Regions from separate parts of the Mus musculus genome. Here region 2 is linked to region 1. A link is a contact called in public Hi-C data. All regions are on one chromosome and are shown on one strand. Each heading gives the region's core, a stretch centred on a gene start, on an enhancer-like site or on the middle of the called end of the contact. The rest is flanking DNA. Distances are from core to core; before and after follow the strand shown. Region 1 holds the start of Coq2 (coenzyme Q2 4-hydroxybenzoate polyprenyltransferase). Region 2 overlaps Gm36619 (a long non-coding RNA gene).

Evidence for each region. Hi-C and Micro-C count contacts between places; a contact is called where the count stands out from the background.
Region 2: a contact with region 1 is called in a Hi-C map of the MNK3 cell line, with 2.2 times the contacts expected there. The contact joins the enhancer-like site here to the promoter of Coq2 in region 1. A contact is called at or near these places in 3 of 39 promoter capture datasets (the C10 cell line and pre-B cells), 3 of 484 Hi-C or Micro-C datasets (B cells, CD4 T cells and the MNK3 cell line), 3 of 115 datasets of contacts at active chromatin or transcription factors (effector CD8 T cells, embryonic stem cells and memory CD8 T cells) and 1 of 9 other capture datasets (liver).

What each region holds. Positions count from the first base shown.
Region 1 is chr5:100,672,116-100,679,701 of GRCm38.p6, forward strand. It overlaps Coq2 (coenzyme Q2 4-hydroxybenzoate polyprenyltransferase), which reads right to left and starts at 2,141. Exons shown (of 7, transcript NM_027978.2): 1 at 1,874-2,141. The coding sequence starts at 2,126. It overlaps Hpse (heparanase), which reads right to left. Exons shown (of 12, transcript NM_152803.5): 12 at 7,369-7,586.
Region 2 is chr5:100,729,387-100,736,984 of GRCm38.p6, forward strand. It overlaps Gm36619 (a long non-coding RNA gene), which reads left to right. Exons shown (of 4, transcript XR_389416.3): 3 at 3,604-3,809. Among named protein-coding and RNA genes, the nearest start is that of Gm36619, 6.1 kb to the left of the region's middle. Within about 2 kb of position 4,910, at least 15 of the 459 cell types and tissues checked have an H3K27ac peak or open chromatin away from gene starts, as enhancers often do. A contact at or near this core is called in the MNK3 cell line, where this site is marked.

The DNA of each region.
Region 1 (7,586 bases), core at 891-3,390:
AGAAAGAAACGACGGTGCAGAGACAGAAAGTAATTTAACCACAGTCCCTCCACTGGATTGAGCTGAAGGTTCAAAACCACAAGGTCTGGCTCAAAAATGTGGCTCAGAATCACTTTATAGAGTCCTGTTACATGGCAGGATGTACAGCCACTAGATTAATGATGCTTAATTGTGAAAACAGAAACAATGGCAGCTGTTGATCTGTCCTGCGTGTCTGCAAGTCTCTCTTGTAGCTTTGTCACCCAGAATCTAAGAACAGAATTATAAAATGCTTGTGTAAACCCTGAATTATACAACACCCTAATAATGGCAGGCCTGCCTTCTATTTAATAGGTGTCTATAATCTCTTGTTGCAGTGATTCGGTGCTTAAAACCCACACAGGGAGCATTCACATCTAGAATATCAACAGTGACACCTGGCTACTGCCACCCCACCCACTTTGTCACCTGGACGCTGAGGCAAGCTCTGGAGTTTGTGGCCAACCTGCAGTACAAAGCAAGCCCTTGTCTTATGCAAAATAAAACAGGTCCAGCCAGGCATGGAGGAGAGTGCCTGCAGTCCTAGCAACTGGGAAATGGAGGCAGGAGGTCAAGGTTAGCCAAAGACACATATGGGACCCTGTCCAAAAACAAACACCAAACCCAAACGGGGCCACGTTGGGGGTCCTGGATAGGTAAAGGCAGAACAAATAAGTTTGGCATTTGGATGTTCTTCCATACGCTGAAACTGTACATACTGACATCTAGATTAGCTGGAATTCAGTTGTATCCCTCTTCCTACATCTTTCCAGGGTTGCAGGTCAGGCTCCTAGTCTTAATGTTTCAGCACTAAGTCTGTTTGTTTGGCTTTTATTTCAGAATATAAAGCCCAGACTGACTTGCAACTTGAATCAGCCCTCCTGCCGTTGGATGTTAGACTATAGATGTGAGCCACCATATTTAGCTACCCTTGGATTTTGAAAATATTTCTCCAAGACCTCTCTACTCTATAATATAGCATTTCCTTTGGAGTACTATTTTTTTCAGTTGTTCGAACTCTGGAGACAGTAAGTTATTTTTCTTTTCCTGTGCATGACCTATACCTCTGATACTTTTCCATACTTTCCTAGGTTATCAACTGTCTTTTCCAGCCAGAAACAAATTCTTTCAAAGCTGGTAGTTTTCCTAGCTCATTCTGTCACTAAGGCCAGGTGACTTCATCTACAACTCCGGGCATCGTTTTACCAACTAGACAGAAACCTTGCGTGCAGACGGAGCTTATATTGTGTCACAGGTGTCAATAGTCCGTGAGCACTTTGATGAAAAAGACTGAGAAAAAGAAGGTCATAGAGAGGCTTGTGTGAGTTTACGTTGGCGGGCAATTCTAAAGCACGATAACCCGGCTGTGTTCAGATGCTCTCAATCTTTGTAACCGGTGATGAGGGGGAAAAAAAGCCCAGTAGTAACACTTTTGGGGTCCTTCTGGTCTGGCTCTGACGAGGAGCCTTGATTTCAATAGTCTTACTTACATGCCCCTTGGGCCTTACATAATTGGAGGCAAAAATCGAAAACTAATGAATGCAGAAATGCTTCAAAACTGCAAATCAACAATCAAAAGCTTCGTGAAAGCAAAGGAGCACCTGCTCACATCTGAATGGGGTAGGAGTGGTCTGGAGTTTGTGGAATGGTCTGGGAATATGTGATTATCAACGTCCGCCTCCGGGACTCCCGGCTCAGAGCGAGGGAAAATCTGCGTGTCCCTGGCTAAGGTCCTGACCGAGTCCCGAGGGGACTGGCCCAATGGGTGCATCGCAGCGGAGTCGCGGTCACTGCGGCCCTGCTCCTCAGGCAGGCAGGCTGTCGAGCGCAGCGCAGCCCAGCCCGCCCCACTCACCTATGGGCTTGTCCAGGCGCATGAGGCGCAGGTAGGGCTGCAGCGGGCGGGGCGCCGAGTTCACCACGGCCGCGGCCGACAGGCTGAGAGCTCGGCCCCGCTGCGTCCCGGGGGCCGGGGCTCGCCGATCCCGCGCGCCCGGAACCCCTGCGCTGCGCACCAGGGCCAATGGGAGCCCGCGCGGACCTCGCAGCCATGCGGACCGAACGGCCCGCAGGCCCCGCGCGAGCCCCGCGCCTCCCCAGCGCAGCATGGCGCCAGGCTGGACGCCGGTCGGTGGCGTCATCCAGGGCGACGGGCCGCGGGCAGGCATGCGCAGTGGTGGCGCGCGCGCTCCTGGAACTGGATTTACAGACCGGGCTGAGCCGTATGGTGCTAGAAATCAAACCTGGGTCCTCTGTAAGGAGAGCAGCAGGTGCTGTTCACCGCTGAGCCATCTCTCCATCTCCAGGCTTCTTAATGAACTCAAAAGGAGAGTGTTTGTTTATTTGTATGGAATAGTTCTACCATAAAAAGAAAAACTTAAGTCCAAAAATGTTAACTACATGGAATGTTCACCTTCTAACACTAAAAGGGAAACAAAAAGCCAAATCAAATTATGTAAATTTTTATATATGTATATTCATATATACATATACTCATATATATACATATATATGAATTTAAGTATATCTATCTATATCTATATACTTAAGGGAAATTCTTTACTCGAGGTGAACCTAAGTTTGACAGCTAAAAAGGATGCAGTTTCACTCAAGAACAACTTCATAACCAGGTGGTGGTGGCGCACTCCTTTAATCCCAGCACTCGGGAGGCAGAGGCAGTCAGATCTTTACGTTTTCGGCCAGCTTACTAAAGAGTGAGTTCCAGGACAGCCAGAGCTACACAGAGAAACCCTGTCTTGAAAAATAAAACAAAGAAAAACAAAACAATAACCAACTTTATGCGACCCTTGTTAATATAGTTGGCCGTTGCATGTTTGCAGGTACCTGGTATGTGTTATTCCACGGTAACCCCTCACTGACTGGCTCTGGACAAGTCGCTTATCTGGATTTTAGTGTTTTGAGATGGTGGTGTATCCTTTTCGGTGCCCTTCCTTAAAGCCTATGAAGTGAGTTCTGTGATCCTGGCCTGGCGCTTGAGGAAGGTGCAGCAGGGGGCGCGCTGGCCTTTGCAGTCTGGGAAGCGCTGCTGGTCCTTTGATCTTTTAGCTCCATCTGCTGCTTGCCAGTTGAGCTCCTCTACAGGTTTGCGGCCTTTGAGGCTCCTTTCTTTTCCCAAAAGTTGCCTCCACGCTGTTTATTTTCAAGCACCCTTTCAGGTAGCATAGGTGCCGCCATGCCAAACACGAGGCTCTTTCACACTTGCACACTATTTCCATTTGCCTGGAGTTCCCAACACAATATTTAAAATGCAAAAATCATTGCGAATGCTTTCTATTTTAGAGGGAAAGGATGATAAAGCTGTTTTTTAAAATTGCTTTTTTTTTATTTGAAAAAAATGTATTTTAAAGTCCACTAACTTTTTCACTCTCAAACCCATTTCAACTTGTCCTGCAGTGGTAGTAGGACATTATAAAAGTAAAGACTAGACTGAGTCCAAAGAATAGTTATTAGCATGAAGCAGGAGCGACCATGGCTCTCTGCCCTGTTCTGTTAACTCCATAGAGGGTCAATAGCAACCTTTTGCTTTTGTGACATGATGTCTGTGGCCTTCCGTGGGAGACACACACACACACACACACACACACACACACACTAAATAACTAAATACATGGAATAAATGTTTGAGGTTTTGGGTTTTTTTGGTTTTTTGTTTGTTTGTTTGTTTTGTTTTATTTATTTATTTATTTATTTATTTATTTTTATTAGGTATTTTCCTCGTTTACATTTTCAATGCTATCCCAAAAGTCCCCCATACCCACCCCCCCAATCCCCTACCCACCCACTCCCCCTTTTTGGCCCTGGCGTTCCCCTGTACTGGGGCATATAAAGTTTGCAAGTCCAATGGGCCTCTCTTTCCAGTGATGGCCAACTAGGCCATCTTTTGATACATATGCAGCTAGAGTCAAGAGCTCCGGGGTACTGGTTAGTTCATAATGTTGTTCCACCTATAGGGTTGCAGTTCCCTTTAGCTCCTTGGGTAATTTCTCTAGCTCCTCCATTGGGGGCCGTGTGATCCATCCAATAGCTGACTGTGAGCATCCACGTCTGTGTTTGCTAGGCCCCGGCATAGTCTCACAAGAGAGAGCTATATCTGGGTCCTTTCAGCAAAATCTTGCTAGTGTATGCAATGGTGTCAGCGTTTGGAAGCTGATTATGGGATGGATCCCTGCATATGGCAATCACTAGATGGTCCATCCTTTCGTCGCAGCTCCAAATTTTGTCTCTGTAACTCCTTCCATGAGTGTTTTTTTGTTTTTTAAAGAAGGTAAAAATGGTTTCAAACTCATATGCCCTGGGAAGTTCTATTCCTGGACTTGGAAAGTATTCTTTTTGTGGAGAGGCTGTGAACCACAAGGGTGAAATAAATAATGAAAATCATTGGAGCAATAAGATAAGGTGCAGATTAAAAGCTAACAGGCATGTGAGCTTAAAAGGTCTCACTAACAAGGCAGACAAGAAAGATTAGGGAAACTTCAATGTTATTGCATTTAACATTCAGTAATGTAACTGAGCACTGGTCTTCATGCGGCCGTGCCTTTCTCATACACCTATCGGCTATTAGAAGTATCTTACCAGCAATTTGTATTGCATATGCCTCTTATTGTACATGCCTCTAAACTACTTTGACTCTTTCTCCCTCTCCCTCCCCCATCTCCTTCCTTCCTTTCTCCCTCCCTCCTTTCCTCCCTCCCTCCCTTCATTTTTTGAAGCTGGGTTGGGCTTTGTAGCTCTGGTTGGCCAGTAACTCTCTATGTAGACCAGGCTGACCTCAAACTCACAGAGATCTGCCTGTTCTGCCTCCCCAAGTGCTGTGATTAAAGAAAGGCACGTGTCACCATGTCCAGCTGCCTCAATAATTTAAAAAACGATTTTCATCTGGGTGTAGTGATGTGTGTGTGTGTGTGTGTGTGTGTGTGTGAGAGAGAGAGAGAGAGAGAGAGAGAGAGAGAGAGAGAGAGTCCACATATGTGTGTGTGAGTGTCTGGGTGTGCATGTGTTCACATGTGTGTGAAGTCAAATATGTGGATCTCAGGGATTTAACCCAGATCAGTCTCAGTGGCCAGCACCAGTGAGCAATGACTAACAAAATAGTCAAGTAAATTTACAAATATTTTTAAATAGGTAGCATACATCAACACAAAACCATACCTCTTACTTCACAGGGAATATGAGTCTATTCTGAGCCACATGCATGACTGTGGTTCAAGAACACGGTTTCAGATTACCCCAGAACCATGTTCCAACATAGAAGTAATAGTACACACCAAAAGGAAGGAATAAATCCTCTGGCAATTAGTTTGGGGTTGGTAGACTAAGTGAATACATTAAAAGGTTTCATGTGATGGTTGGATGTTAGTTCAGAGACAGAGGTTAGCAGTGACTGATTAGCAAGGGAACTAAAGATAGTTGTACTGACTGGTTTTGTGTGTCAGCTTGACTCAAGCTGGAGTTATCACAGAGAAAGGAGCCTCCCTTGAGGAAATGCCTCCATGAGATCTGGCTGTAAGGCATTTTCTCAATTAGTGATCAAGGGTGGGAGGTCCCATTGTGGGTGGTGCCATCCCTGGGCTGGTAGTCTTGGGTTCTATAAGCAAGCAAGCTGAGCAAGCCAGGGGAAGCAAGCCAGTAAGTAACATCCTTCCATGTCCTCTGCATCAGCTCCTGCTTCCTGACCTGCTTGAGTTCCAGTCCTGACTTCCTTTGGTGATGAACAACAATGTGAAAGTGTAAGCTGAAGAAACCCTTTCCTCCCCAACATGCTGCTTGGTCATGATGTTTGTACAGGAATAGAAACCCTGATGAAGACAATAGTCAAAGGTAATTTTGGTTCTGGATCTGTAACATTCTGACTCTACACAATCATGAAGTTCTAATTAATAAGTTGGATAGAATCTACAACATAGTTCTAGCCTTTTTTTTTAAAAAAAAGTAGGAACTTAAATTTACGCAGACAATACCATCTCAGGTTTCAAATATAAATTCTTTGAATATTCAAAATCAAAATGCCTAAGTCCATTTTTGTTATTAGTGTGTGTGGTTGGGGGAGGCACACATGACGCCCTGCATGTTTCGAGGTCAGTTCTTTGTGGGGTCGGTTCTCTCCACGAAACATTACGTGGGTTCCAGGGTTGGAACTTGGGTGGCCTGTTCTTTAGTTTTTGTCAGCTAGTTTATGTCATTAGAAAGATATTTGTGACAGTATGACGGATCACAGGAAATATGAAACTGATGAAGATTCTGTGTCACGTGACATGTCCACTTGCAAGCATCACGTGACATGAGGTGAAAATGGCTAAATAGCTTGTGAGTGTCAGGGAAGAGTCTGCGGAGAGAGTAGAACAATAAGTCGCTTGGATGCTGGAGGAGGTGTTGAGGTTAAGGTCTGAATGTACCTTCACACACACATAAACATTTGTCACCTAGAAAGGAGACAGAGCAGCCAGAGGGAATGCGCACTTGCACACAGACTCACACACACACACACACACACACACACACACACACACACACACACGTGCATGGGAAGGAAACAAGGCACGGGCACATGCTGCTCGGATCTTGTGTGCAGAGAGAACAGAGTTGACGAAGTGCCTAAGGTTAAGACCAATGAAAGGCAGGTGCCAGTTGGTGAAGAACCTCACTGCCCTGTAAGGAATGGAAAGGCACTTGGGTAGTTCCAACAGGGCAGGGAGAATGGGTGGGTCAGTGGTTAAGAACATTTAACCTCTCTTGCAGTAGACCTGATTTCAGTTCCCAGCATGGCTCATAATCATTTGTAACTCCAACTCCAAGGGAATGTGATGGTTTTGCTCCTGCCCTGTGGGGGCTGGTGCACCCATGTCAGCCCATGTTCCCTAGTCCCCACCCACCAGGTAAAATAATAAGAAATCAATCTTGAAAGAGTTTGAGGCAAGGTTGGGATGAATGAACAAGTTAGATGTTGCTACCGTCACACAAGTGAAAAATTAGGCATTGGGCTTAGCAGAAGAAGAACAAGGAAAATAGGTAAGCCAAGACTTGGTGACTGAAGAAGGAAATTATGTTTATGCCTGATTGTTCCTCTTCTGCAGAGTCAAGCGCTTCAATGTTGGGGAGGATAAACAAGTACAGGTAGGGGGTATACAAAAAGATGGTGAAGGAAGAAGCAGCTTCATTCATTCATTCATTCATTCATTCATTCATTCTGCAGTCATGAGGATCAAACCCAGGGCATTTTGTCTGTGCTAGGCTAACATTTTTCCAGTGAGCCAAAGCTCCAACCCGTCGAAACCAGACTTTCAAATTAAGATCCTGTAAGCTTTAGATTTATTAGAAGAATGACCATGCAAATTGAGGCTATAAAATTAGTTTATTTCAAATGTGGAAATATAAAACTTACTTGCATAAAAATTGAGAGTATTGAAGCATACAAACTTTAGGTTCTAGCTTCATCAATGTACTAAATTCAGTGGAGATAATATTCATAGCAGGCAAACATACAGAACTGTAATCCTTAGGATTAAAATCCTGGGGTGGGGGGAGAATTACATTTTGTTACTTAATCCAAA
Region 2 (7,598 bases), core at 3,660-6,159, 60 kb after region 1:
TTCTCTGAGGAGAAGGGGAAGCCCCCCTTTGCGTACCACCACACCCTGGGACATCTAGTCCCAGCAGGACTAGGCACATTCTCTCACACCGAGGCCCAACCAGGCAGTCCAGGTAGGGGAAGGGGATCCAATGACAGGCAATAGAGTCTAGATAGAGTCCACCTGTTAGGAGCCCCACATGAAGAAGACCAAGCTGCACATTTACTACAAACATGTAGGGGGGCTTAGGTCCATCCCCTGCATTCCCTTTGATTGGTGGCTCAGTCTCTGTGAGACCCAATGGGCCTAGGTTAGTTGACTCTGTAGGTCTTCCTGTGGTGTCCTTGACCCCTCCAGATCACTCAACCATATTCCCGTACTCTTCCACAGGACACCCCTCCACCCCCATCCCCATCCCTGTGTTCTACCTAATGTTTGGCTATGGGTCTCTGCATCTGCCCCCATCTGCTGCTGGATGAAGTCTCTCATTTATTCTAGGTTCCTGTCTGCAAGCATAGCAGGGTATCATTAATAGTGTCAGGAGTTGGCTCTCTCCCATAGGATGGGTCTCAAGTTGGGGCAATCATTGGTTGGCTGATCCCTTGGTCTCTGTCCCATCTTTATTCCTGCACATCTTGTAGGCAGGACAAATTTTGGTTTGTTCCAAAGTGATTTTTAAAGCATTACCATTTTGTGTTTTGTTGGTTTAAAACACTTTAGCTATTCTGGTGGGTGCGTGATCCTGCCTCACTACGGTCTCAGTCTCCATCTCGATGGTGACTAAGGATGCCTCCTATGCACTTATTTACCATCTGAATGGTTCCTTTATAGAATGCATGACTATTCAATTTTTTTGCTCATTGGACAGCATTTTAATGTGTGAAAGGATTATACATCCTTCAAGATATGGAAGAAAAAGCACAAAGCCCTAAATTCTGTGAATTCAGATGTGTAAAAAAAGACAAGGAAGTGCAAACTATATCAGCTTGGTGTCTCATTCTGGGTGGCTGTCAGAGCCCTGTGAGCTGACTTAAGAATTGGGTCCCTGCAATGGGTGCTGGCACTTGCAAGGGGATCATGAGCTCAAGGCCATACTGAGCTGCATAATGAGACCTTGTCTCAGTAACTAGACTGGGGTTGGAGGTCAGTACTAAAGGGCTAGCCTAGCCTAAATTCCCGAGTTCCACCCCCAGCACTATAAAAGGAAAAGGAGGAAGAGGTGGAGGGAAATAAAGAAAAGGAAAGCCAGTGTAGGTTCTCACAGGACTCAGGCTCTGAGAGGCCTCCTGCCAGACCAGCCAGTCATTGCAATGAACATTTGCAAGCAAAGAGGTGTGGACAAAATGGAACACAGTGGGACACGCTGTGACTACCCTACAGTTTCCACGAGATTTTTTTTCTCTTTGTTGTAGGGGAATTTGCAAGGATGGAGGGCAGGTTTGAGGCGAAGGGGTGATGAGTGGGACTGGGGGCATGATGTGAAGTTCACATATACATACATACATACATACATACACACACACACACACACACACACACACACACACACCAATAAATAGGTCTTTAAAATCTTTTTTTTAATACTTATTTATTTATTATATGTAAGTACACTGTAGCTATCTTCAGACACTCCAGAAGAGGGAGTCAGATCTCGTTATGGATGGTTGTGAGCCACCATGTGGTTGCTGGGATTTGAACTCCGGACCTTCGGAAGAGCAGTCGGGTGCTCTTACCCAGGGTGATCAGTGACACAGTTGACTTTCCCAGCCCCAAGGCAGCTTCCCCACCATGAAAAGCTTTAGAGGTCATAGTTCACCATTGCTTTGCTATACAAATGGTATCGTTCCAGCAGAGGGCTGGGGATAGAACTTAGCTGGTGGAATATTTGCCTTGCATGCATGAGAATTCCTAGATCCTGTCTCAGATCCTGCATGCAATAATTCATGGTACTGCACACCTGTAATCCTAGGTAGATGAAGGAGGATCAGAAGTTCAAGGTCAGCCTCAGCTACTTAGTGAGTTGGAAGTGAGTGAGGGCCACAAGAGACAAAACAAACAAACAAACAAACAAACACCCAAGCTGAATTTGGTACGTATACTTAACACTGAGATTTTTTCCCTCTAATTTAAAAGAAATTAAAACATATTTGCCAACCCCTCGGGCACCTCATCTTTGCCTGATGGATACGTTAGCCCTGTAAGTGAGCATGCCCTCCAGCAACTGGGACACCGAGCTGTCGTTTTTTTTGTTTTTTTGTTTTTTTTTTTGTTTTTTTCCCATCCACATATGAGGTAGTGTAGCTCAGTGGTAAAGTACTCGCTGAGCCTGTGCAACACCTTGGATTCATTCCTCAGAAGAACAAAACAAAATGTCCCAAACTCTAAAGGTCACTGTAGTTAGAAGAGAGAACTTGACTCAGGCAGAGGCCGAGAGCAAAGCCACTCTGGAGGCCGCTCTGGAGGATCCATCAGGATCCTCGGGACCCTCTGGGTGCTTCTCAGACCCTCATCCATCAGAGCACCAACCTCTGGAGGAGGTGGAACATGTTCTTCTCCTTGGGACAAACCGAGTACTCTCAGAAAACACTAAAGATAGGGTTGTCCATGAAAACCACATCCAGGCACAAACATTTCAGGCTAACAAAGCTGTAGATTTTTTTTCAAGGTGTGTTTATTTTTACTTTATGCAAATGAATTTGCCTGCAAGTATGTCTATGCAGCACATGCATGCCTCCTGCCTGCAGAGACCAGATGGGGGCATCAGATCCCCTGGGACACATAAGTTGGGGTGCTGAGAATTGGACCAGTGCTCTTAGCTGTCAAGGCACTTCTCTAGCCCCTGAACCACTCATTTTTGATATAGAAATGCTTAAAATAACTTGGTCTATCAGAGTAATATTTTAGCTTCCTTTTCCAGATTATCTGAACACTTGAACAAGTGACAGCTCATTTTTGTGTTTGATTCCTTTTGCTTTTTTCGAGACAGAGTTTCTCTGTGTAGCCCTGGCTATCCTGGAACTCACTCTGTAGACCAGGCTGGCCTTGAACTCAGAAATCCGCCTGCCTCTGCCTTGCCTCCCAAGTGCTAGGATTAAAGGCATGCATCACTGCCACCACCACCTGGCCTACTTTTTTATTATCATGGAGACTCATGGTGAGTCCCAAGTGCTGGGATTAAAGACATGCACGGCCACTGCCAGGCAACAGCTGGTATTTTTAAGTTGACATATTAACAGTTTGTTAGGCCTTAAGATATTCAAAAACATGGGAACATTGTGTTTGTTTACATAGTAATGGTGAAGAGATTCAAATATGGTGAATGCATTAGTCTATCTGGAAATAGCCAAGGCTGATTTCTTTACTTAATTAAAAACTCTGTAAAATGTCAACATTATTTGCTGTTTAATTTTATTTATTATTGTAGTGTGTGATCTGTGGGTGAGTGAGGGCCACGTCACATGAGTGGAAGTCAGAGGACAACTTCTGGTACTGCATTCTCTCACTCTAATGGAGGATCCAACTCTGGGTTGTGTAGCAAGTGATTTTATTATCCACCGAGGCACCTTGCTCTCCCCCAAATACTAATTTCAAAAGTGAAAATAACCAATGACGTTCCATCTGCAGACAAAAATCGGCCCATGAAGATACAGAGAAGTTTCTTACAGTGACTGTAAGTTCCACAGAGGACGGCGTTGAGTCTGCAGCAAGGAAAGCAGCTGTGACAAGCAGGGGCTCCAGGAGGAACCGGCTACTCTCCTCTGGGCTTCCTACTTCCAATAGCTGGTGTCTCCATCCTCAGCTCAGCCCTTGCTTCAGCTAGGAATACACAAGTGAGTCCATGTGCATCCTTGCCCTTGCCGACACCCCGGTGTCAGAGCCGATCAATGTGCTGTGATCACCTTCCTGTGACATACGCTTTGAAACATCCGTCAGCACCTGCTCTCTCAACTCCGACTTCCATCTTGGCCCACACTCGGCTCTTGCATTATTTATCTGGCTATTTATTCCTCCCAGATTCTTCCTGGTACTCCCTGGGTGCAAATCAGAACTTTTGAAAACAGCCTCAAGTTTCCCAGTCACTAGAGGCCCATTTACTCTCATTTACTGGAGTAAGGATCTCTTCAATGGTGCCCCAGTGGCTCGGGTAAATGGATGCCCCTCTCCAACTGCCTAATTGCATCCTGAGCACGACTTGGCCATTGGACAACTTCCAGAGTTCTATTTTTATTTATCTCATTATTATCTTTGTACTTACTCTGATAACTTCTCAGAGTCACCAGATGGTATTTTTGGATAAGGAAAACTCTAAAGCCACTGAGCTATTTCAGGGGGGATACATGGGGATACATATGCAGAGTCTCTGTTTTAAATGTGAAGGTCATTGTGTTCTTATATGCAGACATAACCATCACATGGTTTTCCTATTGAAGTAACAAAGTCTTGTGAGAAAAACGGAAGGGAGGGCTAGGAGGCTATGTTCAATGGACTAGCTATACGTATATGAAAAGAAAGTTTTTTAAGCTTACAAAGTCCTTGATCCCTGAAGTATTCTTACCTTCATGCCACACTGTCTACCTGGTCTCACACCTCCAAAAGCCATATCCTCCCCCCCCCCCACCAACACACACACACACACACACACACACACACACACACACACACACACACTTATACAGAAGTGATTCTGGAGTGGTACATGTGTTCTATGAGCTCCTGTTGGTATGCGTATGCCAAGTCTTGTAATGAGGATGCTGAAGTCACTGCCGGGGAGTATCCCTAGCCCTGGCATTGTATCTACAGAGGCTGAGAGCCCCTCTGCAGGGACAGAAGCAGATGTGCTCAGCGAAGGTAGGTCAAGCTTGGGGCGTGGCAGAGAGACAAGCCAGCTGGTTCCCCACAGCCTTCTGCTTCCTGGGTCCAGGCCCCGTGAGCCTGGCTGGTCGGACCTATGACTCTGTGGTCACCGCAGAGCCTCTGCTTTGTCCCAGTTATACTGCTTAGCGCTCATGAATTACAACCTGTAATTAACAGCTGTGGCTGTGAAGTAGAGGCCTTTTTATGGCTGGCTGGAGAGACTGGTCCCTGGTTAAGAGCACTTGCTGCTTTGGCAGAGGGTCTGAGTTCAGTTCTCAGCACCCATATTAGAGAGATCTCAACCACCTGTCACTCTGTATCCAGGGGGATCAACGGCCTCTTCTGGCCTCTTGGAGCATATGGTGCATCCATATATGCATGCAAAGAAATACATACACACAGACAAAAATTCTCACACACAACAAAATAAAAATGCAGAAAATGAACACACCACACAAGTATAGAGATAACCACACATATATAGAGATAGCCACACATGTATAGAGATAACCACACACGTATAGAGATAGCCACATTTCACTGTCTCCTTGGTTATCTCAAGAACTTGTACTTTTCAGTGGAGATTTATCAACCCCATCATACCCCGAGGCAAAGGCTCAGACATTTAATAAGTCTATGACAGACTGTATTATTTGGAGGTACAGAACAGTCGCTGACATCAAAGCATGTATCAACAAACAGAACACCATCACCATACACTAAGTGCTTGTGTCCAGGGCAATGACATTTGGAGATAGTAGCTTTGGAAGGTATGGGCAGGTCACAGAGGCAGAGTCCTCACAGACAAAAGTAGTGTTCTTATGGAAGCACTTTTAAGACTGCACTCCTATCATGAAAAAAATAAGAACAAAGCCCTAGAGAACTGTGCCCCCACCCCCACCCCGAAGCAGAGAGCTCACCCTCACCAGGCACTGAGTCAGTGGGGACCGAGACCAAAACCTTGGTCTCTAGGGTTCTGGGAAATGAGCGTTGATTGTAAGATGCCTATTCTTAGGGCCTTTGTTTATAACAGCCTGTGGCCTAAAACAGCACCGAGCTCTTCCTAAGTCTCTTCCTGTAGATGCTTAGGGCTAACAACTCAAAAACACTGCCTAGCATGGAGAACTGAAGCCAGCCTGGGCTTTCAAATGCCTATGGCAGGCTCAGTCTCTCTCTCTGTCTCTCTCTCTCTCTGTCTCTCTCTCTCTCTGCCTCCAGTTTGTGAATAAGATGTAAGCTCTCAGCCACAGTTCCAGCACCATGCTTGCCCGACTGCCACAGTGGGCATAGAGTCACCTTCTAAAGCTGTAAGCAAGCCCCCAGTTAAATGCTTTCTTTCCTACGGTGTCTTGGTTATGGCGACTCTTCATAGCAGTGACATAGACAGAGACTCAGGCAGGGTGCTAAGGATTTATTTGTAGGAGCTGAGCATAACTCATGTGTTTTAGGGAGACAATGTATGTGTGTGTGGGTGTGTGTGTGTGTGTGTGTGTGTGTGTGTGTATGTGTATGTGTATGTGTATGTGTATGTGTATTGTAGTGTGCTCATATTGGCCAGTGGAAGACATCAAGTGTCCTGCCTTACCACTTTCCACGGTATTCTCAGGTTGACAGCCAGCAAGCTCCACAGAAATAACAAGTGGGTTCGGTCATGTTTGCTTTTTTTTTTTTTTTTTTTCTTTTTTGAGTGGGTCCCTGGGATTTGAACTCAGGTCTTTACATTTGCACAGCAAACTGAGCCATCTCTCCATCCCAGACTAGGAATTTTTTTATAGAGGTAATTAGGTACTTTCAAAATTGCCCAGGGAGCTAGAAAATAGGCTCAAAGCCAGCGCTCTGGGATGATTCCGTAGAACGGGGCAGATTTGGCCCTCTGGAGAATCCTCACAGCCCTTGCCGGAAGGTCAGTCTCACTGGGAAGATGGCTTCTTCCTCAAGCCCACTGGAGAACACAGTGACATTGAGAGAGACTCTAATAAAGCTAAGGATACCACTTACCCAGCAAAACCATTGTGTAGCTGACTTGGCTCTTACATAAGCGAGGCAGATGAAGCTATCACTAACTGAGGTGCCTATAAACATATCAAAGCCGAAGCCTGCCAGCGCTCCCAGCATCCCTCAGTACCTGTGGCTCCTCCCAGCACTTCTCACCACACACCTCACTCTAAACCTCTCCTATGCAGGAGCTGGGCTTCCACTTTCCTCCCTCCAGCCTGATCCCTATATAACTCAGCCATTTCGACTTTGCCACTCACTCTCTTGGCCTCTTGGACCTGATCGCCTCTCTTGCCCGCCCTCCCCATCTCTTCTCATGGTCCAGTTTAGTCTCCCGGTCGTGTTCAGCCTGAAATTTTCCCTCTGTCTGCTTTCTCCCTCATATCTACAATAAAACTCCTCTCCATACTTTAGGAGTGATCATGTCCCCCTCCCCCTTTCCCCTTTCTTTGTCTTTTCGTTCAGTTATTAACCTCATGGTGCAGACAGGGAAACTGAGGTAGGAGAGTAATAGAAAGTCACATGGGAAGAAAACAGCAGAAGAGATGTGCCTGCGTCCCCTTGCTGTAAGTGATACCTAGCTACAAACAGGGTTGAGTTTTGTTATTATTGTTTTAAGACAGGATCTCACCGTGTCTCCATGGCTAGCCTGGAATTTGTAGTGTAGGCTGGCTTCAAAGAACTCACAGAAGTCCTCTTGCCTCTGCTTCCCTAGTAAATACTGCAATTAAAGGTGTGTGCCATCATGGCCAGCCTTGAAGCAAGAGATT